2 separate regions of the Zea mays genome follow, and region 2 is linked to region 1. The links are chromatin contacts, called in public Hi-C maps. All regions are on one chromosome and are shown on one strand. Each heading gives the region's core, a stretch centred on a gene start, on an enhancer-like site or on the middle of the called end of the contact. The rest is flanking DNA. Distances are from core to core; before and after follow the strand shown.

Region 1 (7,297 bases), core at 2,575-5,074:
AACTTGGGAGCTAGCTCGCACATATCCATGGATAGAGGTCCACTTCCTGCTTTACTATTTAGCTAAATCCATGCATTACAATAGCATATATACATGGTTTTGGAAAATATGGTTCAGGGCTTCATGCTTTAGGCAATTTCAGAATGGAAAACCAGCATTTCATGCAACAGTGATCACAAGATATGTTGGAAGCAATTGTGTCTGATCAGAGTTTCTTACTTTGGGCATATAGTAGGCGAATTATAGCTACTTTGATGTTTCTGCACTTATGGCAAAACGTGATTAGGGACAATAGGATATCATGCTGAGGGCAAGCATGCAAGTTTACTTTTTCAGATTTAAAAAATGACTTGCAGATTCAAGTTAAGTTATATAAATAGGAGCCAAGATGCATCTAAAAAATAGGGTAAGAAAGAAAGGAGGCACGAATACACTGGTAATATGTAGCTTAATAACCAGCACTTCTAGTCTGAACCAATATAGTGAAGAAATTATGGTAAAAAAATATAGTGAGGAAATCCCCAGAAAATTCTGGTATGTAGAAGAGATCAGTATTGAGCCAAATTACCTGTCATAGCTATATCGAAAGAAAAGTAAGTATTGCGTTTAGGGAACTATTATTGTAGAGCACTGAAAACCGGGGATTTGGATCTTTTTTCATGGCAGATTTTCAACATGACAGAGATATACGCAGACATCATGGTGGAGCATCAGTAAGAATTTTGAAACATTCTTAGAAATACCTCTCTTATGGCAAAACAAATAACATGCACACATACTGCAGGTACGTCGAGTGTACCTCATCAGTCATGCAAGCATTAGTATTGTTTCGGGAGAAGGACCCTTGGCATCGAAAAGATGAAATAGACCAATGCATTAGGGGAGCTACTGAATTCATCGAGAAGTTGCAGAATGATGATGGCTCATGGTCAGTTCTTTAATACATGACCATAGTAAGGTTTAAATTTCGCGCATTTAGTCCTTATTGGATCGCTTGAAGTTTTGACACTATCAAATCTAAATCTACAGAATAACTCTCAGGATAGCTCAGCAGAACTGAAGTACGTAGTCCCGATTAGAATACAGTCAATATCTTCATTGAGATGATAGCTATGTTATCAACTTACCATGATATGCAGACTTCAAAATACTCAGAAGAGAAACAAGAAAGTCAGTCAAAATACTTTCCTACTGCAGCAAAAGTCATATAGCATAGGTTGCTAACCAGAATACCAAAAGGTGCAACCTTTAATACAGAAAACAAAACTAGACAAGTTCATGGTTAAATAAACCCACTGGCATGCTGTGCAGTAGATATTAAAACATAGTAGAAATCCATAGAACATTGAGAAAATGTATAATCAATGATCAATAACTGTTTTACAGGTTTGGATCTTGGGGTATTTGTTTCACATATGGCACATGGTTTGCTATTGAGGGTCTATCAGCTGTTGGGCAGAGTTATGGTAACAGCACTTGTATCCAGAAGGCCTGCAAGTTTCTCTTAGCAAAGCAGCTAAAGAATGGTGGATGGGGTGAGAGTCATCTTTCATCTACAACCAAGGTAACCATTTCCGGTATGCTTTTGCAACGTAGATGGACTGCATCTTTCATCAAGAACCAAGCTAAAGAATGTTTTACAGTAAGCAACACATCCAGACAATGGAAGCATGCTTTGATCCTGTTTATGTTTAAATTATAGACAAAAAGTACAGAAATCTGCATGAATTCGTAACCAGATAGTAATTCATTAGGAACATGAAGCATTGAGAGGAAACAAGTAACCTGGCTCAGCCTTATTTAGAGAAAGTGAAACAAGCAATAAAGTAAATAAACTTTACGTTGGAAAAAAAAACCGTTGCAATTGCATGGCAAGAAGAGCATGAGTCATACTCATACATAATATGTTTCAATAATTCCATATGTACCTCAATAATGGAACATGCAGGCTGAATATTTGCTGGTTGGAAAACATTATGCATCTTTTGCTTTCACAAAGTTTACAGTGCACCTGTATTAACGCTGAAGATTTTTGTCTCAGAATCTGTCTTGCCTTGCCGCATTTTCAATCCATGAGACTGAGCACATATTCAAATTATGAACAGGCATACACAAATCTGGATAAGGAGAAGTCACACATAGTGAACACTGCGTGGGCAATGTTGGCGCTCATGAAAGCTGGACAGGTGATTACTTGATTTAACACTAGAAAATATTTAGCGGCCAATTGGAGCAGAGCATATTTAACATCAGAATAAATCAACCAACCTGCTTATCTATTTAACCTTATGAAGCATTAGAGTGATTTCAAACTTTTCTTCTAAGTTCCAGGCGGAAAGAGATCCCACTCCACTTCACAAAGCTGCACGGCTTATCATGAGTATGCAGCTCAGCAATGGCGACTTCCCACAGGAGGTGACTCCTAACTTCCTAAGTGTGCTCTGTATTATACAATGCACTTTTTAATCCTGACATTCCCTGTTACAATAAAGATGTTAAGCATAATGAAGCAATAAAGATGTTCCATCAATAGATGTGAGCGACCTTTTGCTTGAGAAACGACGATAGGTTTTGACCTTCAAAGTACCCTCACAGGAACTTAGATAGAAGAATACCTCTCTGAATGGTTCTGGACTGCAGAAAACCTGAGTTGTTCCCACATAATTATTGGAAAGTATACACAGGATGACTTCAAACTGTTTTTAAAATAAAATGACTTAAATCGCCTTCATCCTAAGATAAGATCTATTGTTGCTACTAACAGTTTCTTTATTGTTCTGTAGGAAATGATCGGAAGTTTCTTGAAAAATGGCCCCTTGTGTTACATGGCTTATCGCAACATATTTCCTATATGGGCGCTTGGAGAGTATCAGAAATTAGTCCTCCAGTGTGACCTCCAATGGCCAACCTTCTAGCCCAAAAGCAAGATACAGTTCCATCTGCTGGCAGTGCTACTTTGCATAATTTGGTAGCTGTGGTGCCATCTTGATTTGTCGAAAAGAATTGGAAGGTTTCATATGACTTCAAGTAAAACAGAAGTGCGAATAGTACAGCGTAATCATGGTGGTGTGAATATCTGAAGTTAGAACAAAGATCTACACCCATAATTTGTTGCATTATTTTTGACACCCACGTTCTTCAGGTCTTATGTACAGGAGTGTAAAGCCCAAAATTGGTAGAAAAAGAAATGAATAATAAAATAAATAGATATATTTATGATAGTATTTCTAAGATTTTTTTAAAAAAAGAAAGAAGCCCTTGGAGAATTTACTAGGACCTTTCCTATTCATAATCAATTAGTAATGTCAATCTAGTTAAATAGCCACTAAATAAATAATGTGGTGATACACCCTATTAAAATGAGGTATCATAATTTAAATCTGACCTCAAAATTTTAAATGAAAACATAAAAGAGAAAATGAGGAAATAAATTGTGATTAAATCATTTATTACTAGAATTATATAATGGGAAGGAAAATAAATAATAATATGGAAATAGTAATGTTTATATTCATGATTGGATCATATTTGATATGGGGAAATCTGAATTTAAAATAGGAATTAGAATTTGAGTTGAATGGTGGGAATTTGAAATAGAAATTTGAAAATGTGAAAGAAATTAAAATAGAAAAGAGAAGAAAATGATCAAACTAGGTGCCTGGGCCGATTTCCTTCCGCGCGGCCCATCTCCTTATCCTCTTTTCCACCCGCGCGGCCCACTTCCAAATTTTCCCCGCTCTCGCAGCCGTCCGCGCGTCCGCGCTGTGGTGTCGCTGTCGGGCGGGCCCCACTGACCAATCACTCGGCCGCATGCGCCAGCCGCATCACCACGCCACTGGTCCCGCTTTCGCTGACGGGTGGGCCCGCGTCACCAGGGGGCTTCCTCTTCCTTGGGCTGTTGCGCGCTGCTCGCCGTGAGCTTCGGGATTCCGTTGGGATCACCCTGCTCGCCCTTATAAAGTCGACCGCCGCATCAGCGAGCACCTCCCGCATCTGCCTGTTCTAGGGTAGTCAAACACGAGCACCCTCAGTGGCAACGCGAGATCCGGGAAGGCGCACAACGAATCCTCCATTGACGACCGGGCGTTGCGTCGTCACCTTGGTCATGGAGTTTTGCTCGGAACCTTCGCCACAGCATCGGGGTGCGTTGGTGGCAGTGGGTAGTGCGGGGAGTCATCGCCGCGCCAACAATTCCTCGTCGTCGTCCCGCTCGGCCGCGAACCCGCCCAACGACGACACCAGGGAGTTCGACTGAAATCTGCACGGTGAGAACATCGTTGTGTCATTTGCCTTTATGTCAGCTACGTGTAGAGCCTTGCGGGGTAGGGATTGGGGCTCTGGCGTGTCAAAATAGTGTTTCTCCGGCGAGGCCTCGCCATAATGGCTGGCGGCGCCGCCGCCTGGTAGCGGCGTGAGGAAGAGAATGTGCCGGGGCGTTGATCTTGTTATCGACAGCTCCACATAGATGATAGTGTGGTATGCGCGTGGCCGTTTGATCTCACGCGTGCGGCTTAGATTAAATCCCAGGGATACCCTTTCGGTGGTATAATCGGCACCGTAGATCAACGATCCGATGGCCGAGGTGTTGTACCGGTTTGTTGATCTAATCGTAGCCCTTGATGCAAGATCCATCGGCTGTGGCTCCAAGATACCCCTTCGGCTAGGTGGTTTTGCAAAAGAGCCCTCCGTTTTCTGAAAAATAAACCCGCTGTCCACCCTAATGCTGTTAGTATTACAGATCGGCCCAGAACTTTATGAGTTAGACCCTAGGCTTCTGGAAAATTGTGAGCGCAGTCCAGAACCCATAGGAAATTCAGGATTAAATAAGGAAAATAGGATTTTAGTATAAAAATAAATCTTGAAACTTGTTTAATTCATATTTAATTCATTTTAACTCTAAATTGATCCATTCCAATTGCATTAGATCCATAAAAATATTGTTTATCCCCTGGTAGCTTTATTTTGTTATAAAATCTAAATTAAAATTATGTACTTAATATCTTTTGTACCTGACTCCTAAATCTTTAGAAAATCATAACTTTATAACCGTAGCTCCAAATTTAGTGATTCTCGAACCTATGATCTCGTGGCGACGCGTAGATTATTATTATGTATCATGTGCTTATGTTTGGTGTGATGTTAATTTTGCCTATACGATGTTTGTTTGTATTGCTACGACTAGTGCGAGGTCACGAGTCACTTGAAGAGCAAGTTGGTATTTGTAATCTCGAGTCCCAGGCAAGTTGTGTCCTTGACCACTCCTTTTTCCCTAATAATATTCACTATTAATCAATGTGACATGCTCAAGTTAATTTGATGGGACCTAATAGGTTTCCCTAGCATTGTTTATCCCTCACCTTGCAGATAGATGAATTATTGGGTAGATTTCCTATTGCTCTACCTTGTTTTGGAAAACTAATGTTTCATTACAATCATGTTCCAATTATGTTGTTGTTTAATTATTGTTCATGATAAGATCATATTGTTAATTGGAACATGGAGAACCACCCGGAAAAACAGTGCCCTTGGCTGACTAATTAGGACAGCTAGTGGAGGACTACCTTACCCGAAAGGGGCAAGGGCAGTAGGGGAGTGGTCAGTGTAGTGAGGTCCTTGGGTTGATTTTGTTGCGATGGCGGTCAAGCGATGGATCCTGCATTGGAGCTTCCTAGAAATTGTAGAGGGTTTTCTGAAGCTAGTGGAACTTTGTAAAGGCCTCGTAGTGTTACCCTGCCTCGCCTCTTTGGTAGAGGTGTATGAGATTCATGACCCCTTGGCAGATGTGTAACATGACTTGTGGGTAAAGATGTGCAACCTCTGCAGAGTGTAAAACTGGTATATCAGCTGTGCTCACGGTCATGAGCAGCTCAGACACTCACATGATTAACTTATTGAATTAAACTTAATTTGTCATATGCATTGCATTGTGGGTGTTGTTATCAATTTTGATCTACTACTTATTTGGGTTGGTATCTACTTATACTTAGTAATTGCTAATAAATTTTGACCAACTTTAAAAGCAATGCTCAGCTTTAACCATCCTCTTTGGTATGCTTTACACTTCACATGAGCTCTCACCTTTGGTGAGTTCATGCACATTATTCCCCACAACTTGTTGAGCGAGAAACATATGTGAGCTCACCCTTGCTGTCTCACACCCCCACAGGTCAAGAACAGGTACCGCAGGATGAGGCGCATGGAGGATGTTGTGAAGAGTTCGTGAGAGGTCTAGGCCATCGCCTCCCAGTCAACTTTGGGTTGCTAGATCATTGTCTCCATATGATGTAATTATTTATTTATTTTGTACAGAACTCCGTTATATAATAATGGCGTGACATTCATTTTTGTACCATGAGTCATCATATGAGTAAGACTTGGTCCTAGCACACCTGATGATTAAGTTCGCGTCCGGGTCTTGGTGCCCTCGAAACCCGGGTGTGATAGAAGTGGTATCAGAGGAATGCTGACTGTAGAACAAAACCTATATAGAACTAGATAACCCTTACTTACTTACCTTTGCTACTCTGATTCTTTCTAAACTTTCCTTAATCTTTTGTCATCCACTGCTGCTTTACTCTGATTACTCTTACCTTTTCACTCTAAAGACAAAATTGGATTTCACACTTTGAAATCTTGTACCTAAAGTGACTTTTAGGAATAGGAGACCTAATCTTAGGAACAAAAAAACTATTTTTTATAGGTATCTATGTACTTAAATGTTTGTTCTTATGATACTTGTCTGATTTGGATCTTTGATTGAGTGTGATGAGTTGTGGAGTAATGTCCACAATTGCATCTGCATACACATAGGCAAAAAATGTTTATAAAATAGTTAGACAACCTATATTATCTCTCCATTAGAATACAACTAGTATCACATATCTATCTCATCTTGACAGATTCTATCTTACCTTTGGACATTCACCTTATACGACTAGTTATCCCAATCCTGACATAAAACAACAGATCAAGCCCTGCCAAAGAATCTTCAGTTCATAACCAGCTACTAGCCTATCTGTTCTACCTACCAATTAATTTCCCTTGCAAAACTACCCAATAATTCATGTGCTTGCACCCCAGCAGGACTTGTTGCTCCTAATACATCCACCAAGAGATCATGCTTCAAGTGTGGACAGTCTGGACACTACGCCAACTACTGTCCCAACAGGGCCGCTTACACTACTCCAGCTCCGATGAAACATGGTCAAGCCTCAGGAGGCAAGAGTCAGCCCTTATCTGTCAACCGGGTGCAAGCCAACCATGCAAAAGTAGAAGCTAAACCTGGTGAACCTGACAA
Region 2 (7,297 bases), core at 2,258-4,757, 580 kb after region 1:
AAGAGTAAAGACACAAGTGCATAGTGGGATCCTAAGACGAGATAGCAATAAGAAAGAAAGAGGAAGACCGAAACTGACATGGGAAGAGGCGGTTAAAGGAGACTTAAAAGGGTGAAACATACCAAAAGATTTAGCTTTGAGTAGGAGTGCATGGAAAACAACTATCCATGTGCCTGAACCTTGTCTTGTGGCTTCTTTTGGGTTTTTAACTTTAGCCTACCCCAACTTGCTTGAGATAAAAGGCTTTGTTGTTGTTGTATATCTATGGACCTTTTCCCAAAATATTTGATAATTGGGAATCGATAGTTAATTTGCTCCATTTAATTACCTATCCCTTTTAAGCCTTTCCCAGTTTTGAACAGCCTACTAGCCACCAGCAGAATATACTCCCACTAACCTATGTACTTCTACATGGACGAAGAAATCAACAATCCTACTCGAGCTAGATGCCATATAGCAGAAAGAAATGCCTAGAGGCCAGAGGGAGCAGCTCCAATATTACAAGTTTGTTTATTCCACACTAGATATAAGCTTCCTTCGAATATGTTCAGGAGCTTACTAGTGATCATTTTTTTCCCAGGGAATACAGTTAGAAGCACAAGCAGTAGTAAAAAAATACTGGTGCTGGCAGAGAAAGAGAAACCAATTAGTAACAGGAATAAATAGATATCAATTTGAAGTGTTCAGTTGGTAAAAAAAACTTGAGAAAGTTAATCAGATGAGTGCCGATGGATGTGATTGATAGTTGCAGAATTCTATTCAAGTCAGTTTGCAATCCCAAAGCAACAGGAAGCAATAGGTAGTATCCTTCAGAAGTGGTGCAGCCACACCAAGGGTTGGTCGAATGGGTTATTATCTTGGATGGATATGAAAATGCAAGCAACAAACTCCAGCCAAGCGTCTAAAGCCCATGGTGTTATTCTCATGTGCTTTATGTTTGTGTATTCTCTACCCAAGTAATACACATAACAAAAACAATTGTTACCGTTAAACTTACCAACAAAATAGAAATTCCGTACAGTATTATTCCAGTTCCACCACCAAGAAAATCGGGCACAGGAATTATACACATGTACATGGCCTACTTCATACCAGTAAGCATGTTCCCAAAAAGATCCCTGAAATTAAGGAAACATAGTTGAATAGCCCCCTTTGTTTTCCTACCTCCTTTCCGCTTTTTTGCAGTACGATCTACTAGCCATCAGCTACAACTACCAGCAGCATCTACCACTAGCCTGCTACTGTGAGACGACAAATCAAAGATTCCTGCTGGACAAACCATAGCACACCTCACAATCGTCACGATACAAGTTCACAAACAGCCAGCAAGCAGAATCGACAACAACAAAAGAAGACAGAATTGCATCGACTGAGATGCGGAGCTAGCAGAAGGAAGCGGAGGATAAAGGAAGGGGGGGTGCTCACGAGATGTGGAGGTGGCGGAAGAGGAGGCCGAGGATGGAGAGCGAGCAGAGGAGGACGAGGAGCACGTCTGCTGCAAGGGACACCGCGCTGGCTCGCCGTACCGCGCAGTGGTAGTAGACCAGCCCCCCACACACCGCGCCAACCGCCCACCGGCCGGCCCCTGTCCCCCCTCCGCCTCCGCCTCCGCTCCCCCTCGCCGCCGCGGAATCGCCGTCGACGCCGGTGGGGTCCATGGGCGCGTCTGGTGCCGTGCCCTGCTTCTTGGACCCCTCTTTCCCACCGTCCTCTTCTAGTCTTCTACTGGATGGGCCGGGCCAAGTCATCGTTAGGCTGTTAGGTTAAGCTTTTTTTAAGGAAATTTTCTAAGAATGTGGTTGGTAAGAGAATCTAACGGTACGTTTGGTTGGAGAGTCAATTAAAATAGAACGGTTCCATTCTAGTTTTTTATAATGGATTCGTTCTATTTTTTGTTTGACAAACATAAAACAGAGTCGCCCTATTTTTTTGTTTGGTTGAAGAGTAAAATAGGGCGGAGCCACTCCGTTCTTTGTTTGGTTGGAGAGACATATGAGTGTAGAGGAGAGAAAAGGAAGAAGAGCGCTCGCATCCGAGAGAGCCCTCGCATCCAATCATTTTGTTGGAGCGGGAGCACTCCAATTATTTATGGTAAATTTTCATATAAAACTTCACTCCTTTTTTGTTAGAAACCAAACATCCAAAAAAACTAGAATAGCGCCGCTCCATTCTTCTCCACTTCTCAACCAAACGCACCCTAAGTATCACGTGGGAACAAGATAAAAAGGGTCGTGTTTAGTTTAGGACGTAGAAAGTAACTGTTTCCTGTTTCCTCAACGGGTCATAATTTTATGTTCACGTTGATTTTAGATGGTTTTGATCAAAGCGATTTTTATAAAAAAAACGGGCGGGCTGACACGTCTACGACTACGGTATTTTTAGAAATTTCTTTAACCAGTTAGTACTTATTAGCTAACTAGCAGTCCAATATTCACTAATTTAAACTATATATATGTTCTTTTTTTTATCTAACTTGTGACTAGTCCTGGGCCGGTCCTGAGGGCGGGCAACCGGAGCGGCCGCACCGGGCCCCAAAATTCCAGGGGCCCCACCCAGCTATACATACAGTGTATATACGTCAGGGAGTGCAAGGGCGATTACTTGATGTTAATCCAAGAGCTTTATATATGCCATGTGCTTGTCATAGTCTTAATCTTACACTTTATGACATGGCTAAATCTTGTGAGAAAGTTGCTACGTTCTTTGGAATTGTGCAAGCTGAGAAGGCCTTTGAAGTTAACTATTTCTTAGTTGTTGTTGATATGGCAAACAGCTCACTGAAAAATAGATTTGAAGAACTCCAGACATTCAAGAGTATATTTGGGGTTTTATTAAGCTCGACAACATTGAAGTCGCTATGGAGATCTTTGAGTATATTCGGAAAATGGATTCGTATCCAAATATTTCAATCGCTTACCAGATATTATTTACTGTGCCTGTAACTGTTGCATCAGCTGAGAGAAGCTTTTCAAAGTTGAAATTGTTGAAGAACTATTTAAGGTCAACAATGTCTCAAGAACGGCTCAACGGATTGACCACTTTATGTATTAAGAAGAAATTATTGGACAAGGTTGATAGCAACACTATTATCAACGACTTCACATAAGAAATGTTAGAAGAAAATTTTGAGGTAATATGTAAACATATTTGAATTTATTTTGATATATTTGAGTTTTTTATCATATAAAAATTTGTCGATGTACTTAGAAGAAAGTAAAAATTATAGATGAAGCTTTAAAGGCCTCAATTTTTGGTTTCGTCCCGGGTCCCTGAAATCTCAGGACCGGCCCTGAGTCCTAGCTCACCCAGGCTGACACGTCTACGACCACGGTTTGTGAACAGAGCGGGAACCAAAGCAACAGAGAGTTGTCAACGTGCGCGCCGGCGCAGAATACGTCTACGAGAGTGAATCTACGGGCTACGGTGATTGAGGCTGCGGAACAAGTGCGTGCGTGTGTCTGTGTGTGTGGGGGGAAGAAAGAAGAGGGTCTCCTCCCCGTCTTCTCCGCCGAACGCAAAGCAGAGGCCACGCATGCAGAAAGAAAGAAAGAAACAAAGAAACACTTCTCCATTGCGGCAATTACCTGGTTCCCAGTCCCACGAACGCCCGCGCTCCTCCACCTCCACTCGCTCCCCCAGCCCCCCGTCCCCGCCGCGCGCACAGATCCTGCGCCGCTTCATCGCATCGCATGCGTTTCCCCCGGGTTCCCGGCCGGTGGTGGCTTCTCGGATCGCCGCACCTCGCCGGCTTTCCCCACCCGTAGCAGGTACGGACATTTCCCGTTTGTCGTGCGCCGTGGTTTTTTGCTTCGCGTCCATGGAGGGAGCCGGTGCCGGTCCGATGTGGTGGTGGGATTGCATTGCGCTGGACGAGACGATCGACCGCGTCCGCGTGTTGGTCTGGCTGGGCTCTTCGTTTCCGTGTTGCTCTGCCCGCTCTGCTCTGCTCCTGCGCCGCGTCCTCAGATCGCTGGGCGTGGAATGGAATCTGGGTGAATTGTGTTGGCCACATGCACGACGCTTCTTACTCTTGTCCCTTAATTTCGTAGCCACTTCGATCGAGTACCTGGGATCATAATAATAAAAATAATAATGGTTCCTTTTTGCTGGTAATAAAGTGCTTCATCGCGCTGCAAACATGCAAACTCAAAGACTTATGATCCGGCCTGCACTCGCTGCGTCGGCACGAGTGCCAGATCGATCGGCCTTCTCAGTCACGGCGTGGGCGACCTGGTTCTTGCTGCCACAGTCTTCAGCACGATGGGGGTAAGGAGGCCAACCGAGAACAGAGTGGGAGGCAATGGGATGACACGCGGAGCTGGTGGCCCCTTTTTGCAATGTTTTAGCTCGTTAGAGCGAGTATATAATAACAGACCATAAGTAAGCTAAATGCTGAGTGAGTTGGAAGGAAGAGAGAACGGGACTAAGAAGTAGGTCATACATTAATAATGAAGAGCTAACTATTATAGACATGAAAACCAAAAAAGAAACCTTGTTAGAGATACAAGTATACATTAATAACGAAGAGCTAATTATTATACAGGTGGACTAAGAAGTTCTAAAGATCCTTATAGATAGCAATCGACTATATATATCATCCTTGCTCCTCTTACACACCGTTTGGATGTAGATATTGGTGCACAGAAATCAGGAATTGGAAATTAGCTTCCCTAAATTTTATTATTTGGTTGCATACGGAAATTGAGATTTGGAACTAGAGAGCCAATTTCGTGGTATTGGACTGTGACTATAAACTCCCTTCCCCCAATACAGATCATCATCCCTCTGTATCACGTGGAATTAGGCCACCCAATTCCAAACTTCATTACAGTGACATCCAAGCAATAAAATTGGAATTGTATCTTCAACACCATAGTTGATTTGGTATTGAACTCGATTCAATTCTATATTCAATTCTATGCCCTCCAACATCGACAACATTAGGGAGCATGAGATTGGGCATTAACTTATATGAGAGCTTCCATGGCGGTGTCATCTATCGCTAATGCTCTTCCTCATGGTCATGGGGGTGCGTTAACCTCCGTATTCAGCGTGTGGATACAAGACCATATTCAAACATTGGTTCTCTGCTCCATCACTTAGGCTGACTGTAGCAGATTGAGTCAAATAGAGGATTTGCACTGTAGATTACACTATTTTACAGAGTGAAGTTTCAAATAAGAGATGAGATAGATGACAAGATATGATAGCTGTTGGAGATAGCCTTAGAGGGCACTGCTTTATTTGAATGATCTTGCTATGTTCTTCTCACTGACCGCCTTGGAACGTCTTGTGACGTTCTAGTCTATCATGTTATCACAAATGTCTCTCATGCTGAACATAAGCATAATGGGATCGAAAAAAACGGTGTTGACAGTCATCAATCCGTGAGATTGAGCACGAGCGCAATCACATTTGTTTTGTTCTGTGGCAAACAAAACTGATTGTTTATGTTTGTTCTTATAAAATTAATCTATGGGGCTTTTCTCGATGTAGTCACAACGACGACAAATTAGACCATGTACAATGTTAAGATGATTGTGCAATCCACGATGGGCTCACCAAAGGTCATGGAGGGAGTTCGTCGTGCCTTCGTCCGGTAGTAGTAGTCAATGACAGAGAGATCACCCTGAACAAAGTGGCGAAAGCTGGGGGCTCACCAAAGGTCATGGAGGGAGTTCGTCGTGCCTTCGTCCGGTAGTAGTAGTCAATGACAGAGAGATCACCCTGAACTAAGTGGCGAAAGCTGGGGTCAAGTTGAAGAGCTTGGGCTAAACAGTTGATGAGAAACTTAGCCTTAATGGCAATCCATACCTCACGAGCAGTGCCCCCACTCGCACACAACATCCGGATGCTCAATAGTGAGGGTGCCGAGGACCCATGACATCACCACATTGTCTATCCAGTGCTAGGAGGGGCAGTGAGGAGGTGGTGTCAGCAAAAAACGTGGTTGTTGAGGGCGTAATGTTGAAAAGTCAACAACATTTGCTATGCCAGCGGGAGTAGGGGGTCTAAGTTAGGTCAAGAACGACATAGACAAGGGAACAAATGTTTTAAACATCGACGGTCTAGACCAGTGGCAGACACAGGACCAAAAAAAATGGGGGTGCAAAAATCACATTACAAAATCAAGCGAGATGGTAAAAAACTATTGTTGCATGGTATTCAAGTTTCATATCTATCAACACCATACAAGTTCAAAGAAGAAAATTATATGAACAAAAGAAGCAAACATATTGCTAAGTTCTTCATGGCCGAATATCAAAGTAGTGCACACATTATCGAATGTCAATCTTTTCGAAAACATGTTTTTAAACCTATCCAAAACTTCAATTTTTGATATACATAATAGTAAATAAAACATTAGGTATAAAGGGCATAGAAATTGAGGGGGGCCATGACCCACTTTGCCCCCTCCCTTGCATCCACCCCTGGTCTAGACATGAAGGTTGGCGATGAAGGTTCGTGAGAGAAGCCATTTAGGTTGATGTTGTGGACGGTGACAAAGTCATCGTACTAATTACCCATAAAGTTGTCGCTAGCATATCGTACATATGGTCATACAAAATATTGTTTTATATTTAGATTATATAGTTAATAGAGTGAAATTTAAAATATAAGATGAGATGTCAAATAAGACAATAAGCCGTTGAAGAGCATAAGGTGGCACTCGACCTCATCAAGCTAGCGCTCGAGGGCAATATCTGCCTCCACCTACTCTTGCTCTCACGCATGAGTGGCGGCTTGCTCCCGCTGGCGAGCAATGAGGGATGCAGACCCTTAGGGCGTGTTTGTGATTCTGTACCGCTCGACCCGTTCAACATGATCAGGCCTGGCCTGCTTCTCCAGCTGCAACTCACCGTGTTTGTGTTCATATGCGAAATGAGCCCGGTTTGGCCTAGATGTTGTTTGCCACCCCCTCAGTCACCTGCCATCACGTGAAATTTTCATGGCTTGCACCACGAGCATACCACGAGCAGCCGAGCCCAAAAAAACGAACTCCAGCACCGTTTCCAGGGAGCTAGACGGAGCCGTCGCTTTTGCGCACACACGACCGTGCTCGTAAGCAGGCCAGACACGCAAACATGCCCAATTGCAGATCGGGAGCGCAGTCAGGCTGCTGGGCAGCGTCGCAAACACGCCCTAAAGCATCTGCGAGGATAGACCGGGAAGTAGCCACCTCGTCCTGAGCAAACTATAGGGGTCGATCGGTTGCATGGCTTTTGGCCGTCCAGGTCGGCGAGATGCAGGAAAGTATGATTGGTTGTTGCATGGAGTAGCCATTGGCCAGCTTAGG

What was found. A called contact is a pair of places that touch in the nucleus more often than the background predicts.
Region 2: a Hi-C map of tassel shows a contact between it and region 1, with 3 times the contacts expected there. The contact joins the promoter of LOC100274871 here to the enhancer-like site in region 1. A contact is called at or near these places in 2 of 25 Hi-C or Micro-C datasets (ear and tassel).

The regions. Positions count from the first base shown.
Region 1 is chr10:67,267,552-67,274,848 of Zm-B73-REFERENCE-NAM-5.0, forward strand. It overlaps LOC100382158, which reads left to right. Exons shown (of 17, transcript NM_001174918.1): 11 at 1-37; 12 at 667-713; 13 at 785-928; 14 at 1,387-1,564; 15 at 2,106-2,186; 16 at 2,332-2,415; 17 at 2,784-3,124. The coding sequence ends at 2,915. Among protein-coding and RNA genes, the nearest start is that of LOC100382158, 11 kb to the left of the region's middle. Within about 2 kb of position 3,825, at least 20 of the 20 cell types and tissues checked have an H3K27ac peak or open chromatin away from gene starts, as enhancers often do. A contact at or near this core is called in ear and tassel, where this site is marked.
Region 2 is chr10:67,852,712-67,860,008 of Zm-B73-REFERENCE-NAM-5.0, forward strand. LOC100274871 reads left to right here and starts at 3,508. Exons shown (of 11, transcript XM_034059575.1): 1 at 3,508-3,767. It overlaps LOC100382184, which reads right to left and starts at 1,684. Exons shown (of 4, transcript NM_001174943.1): 1 at 1,426-1,684. The coding sequence starts at 1,658.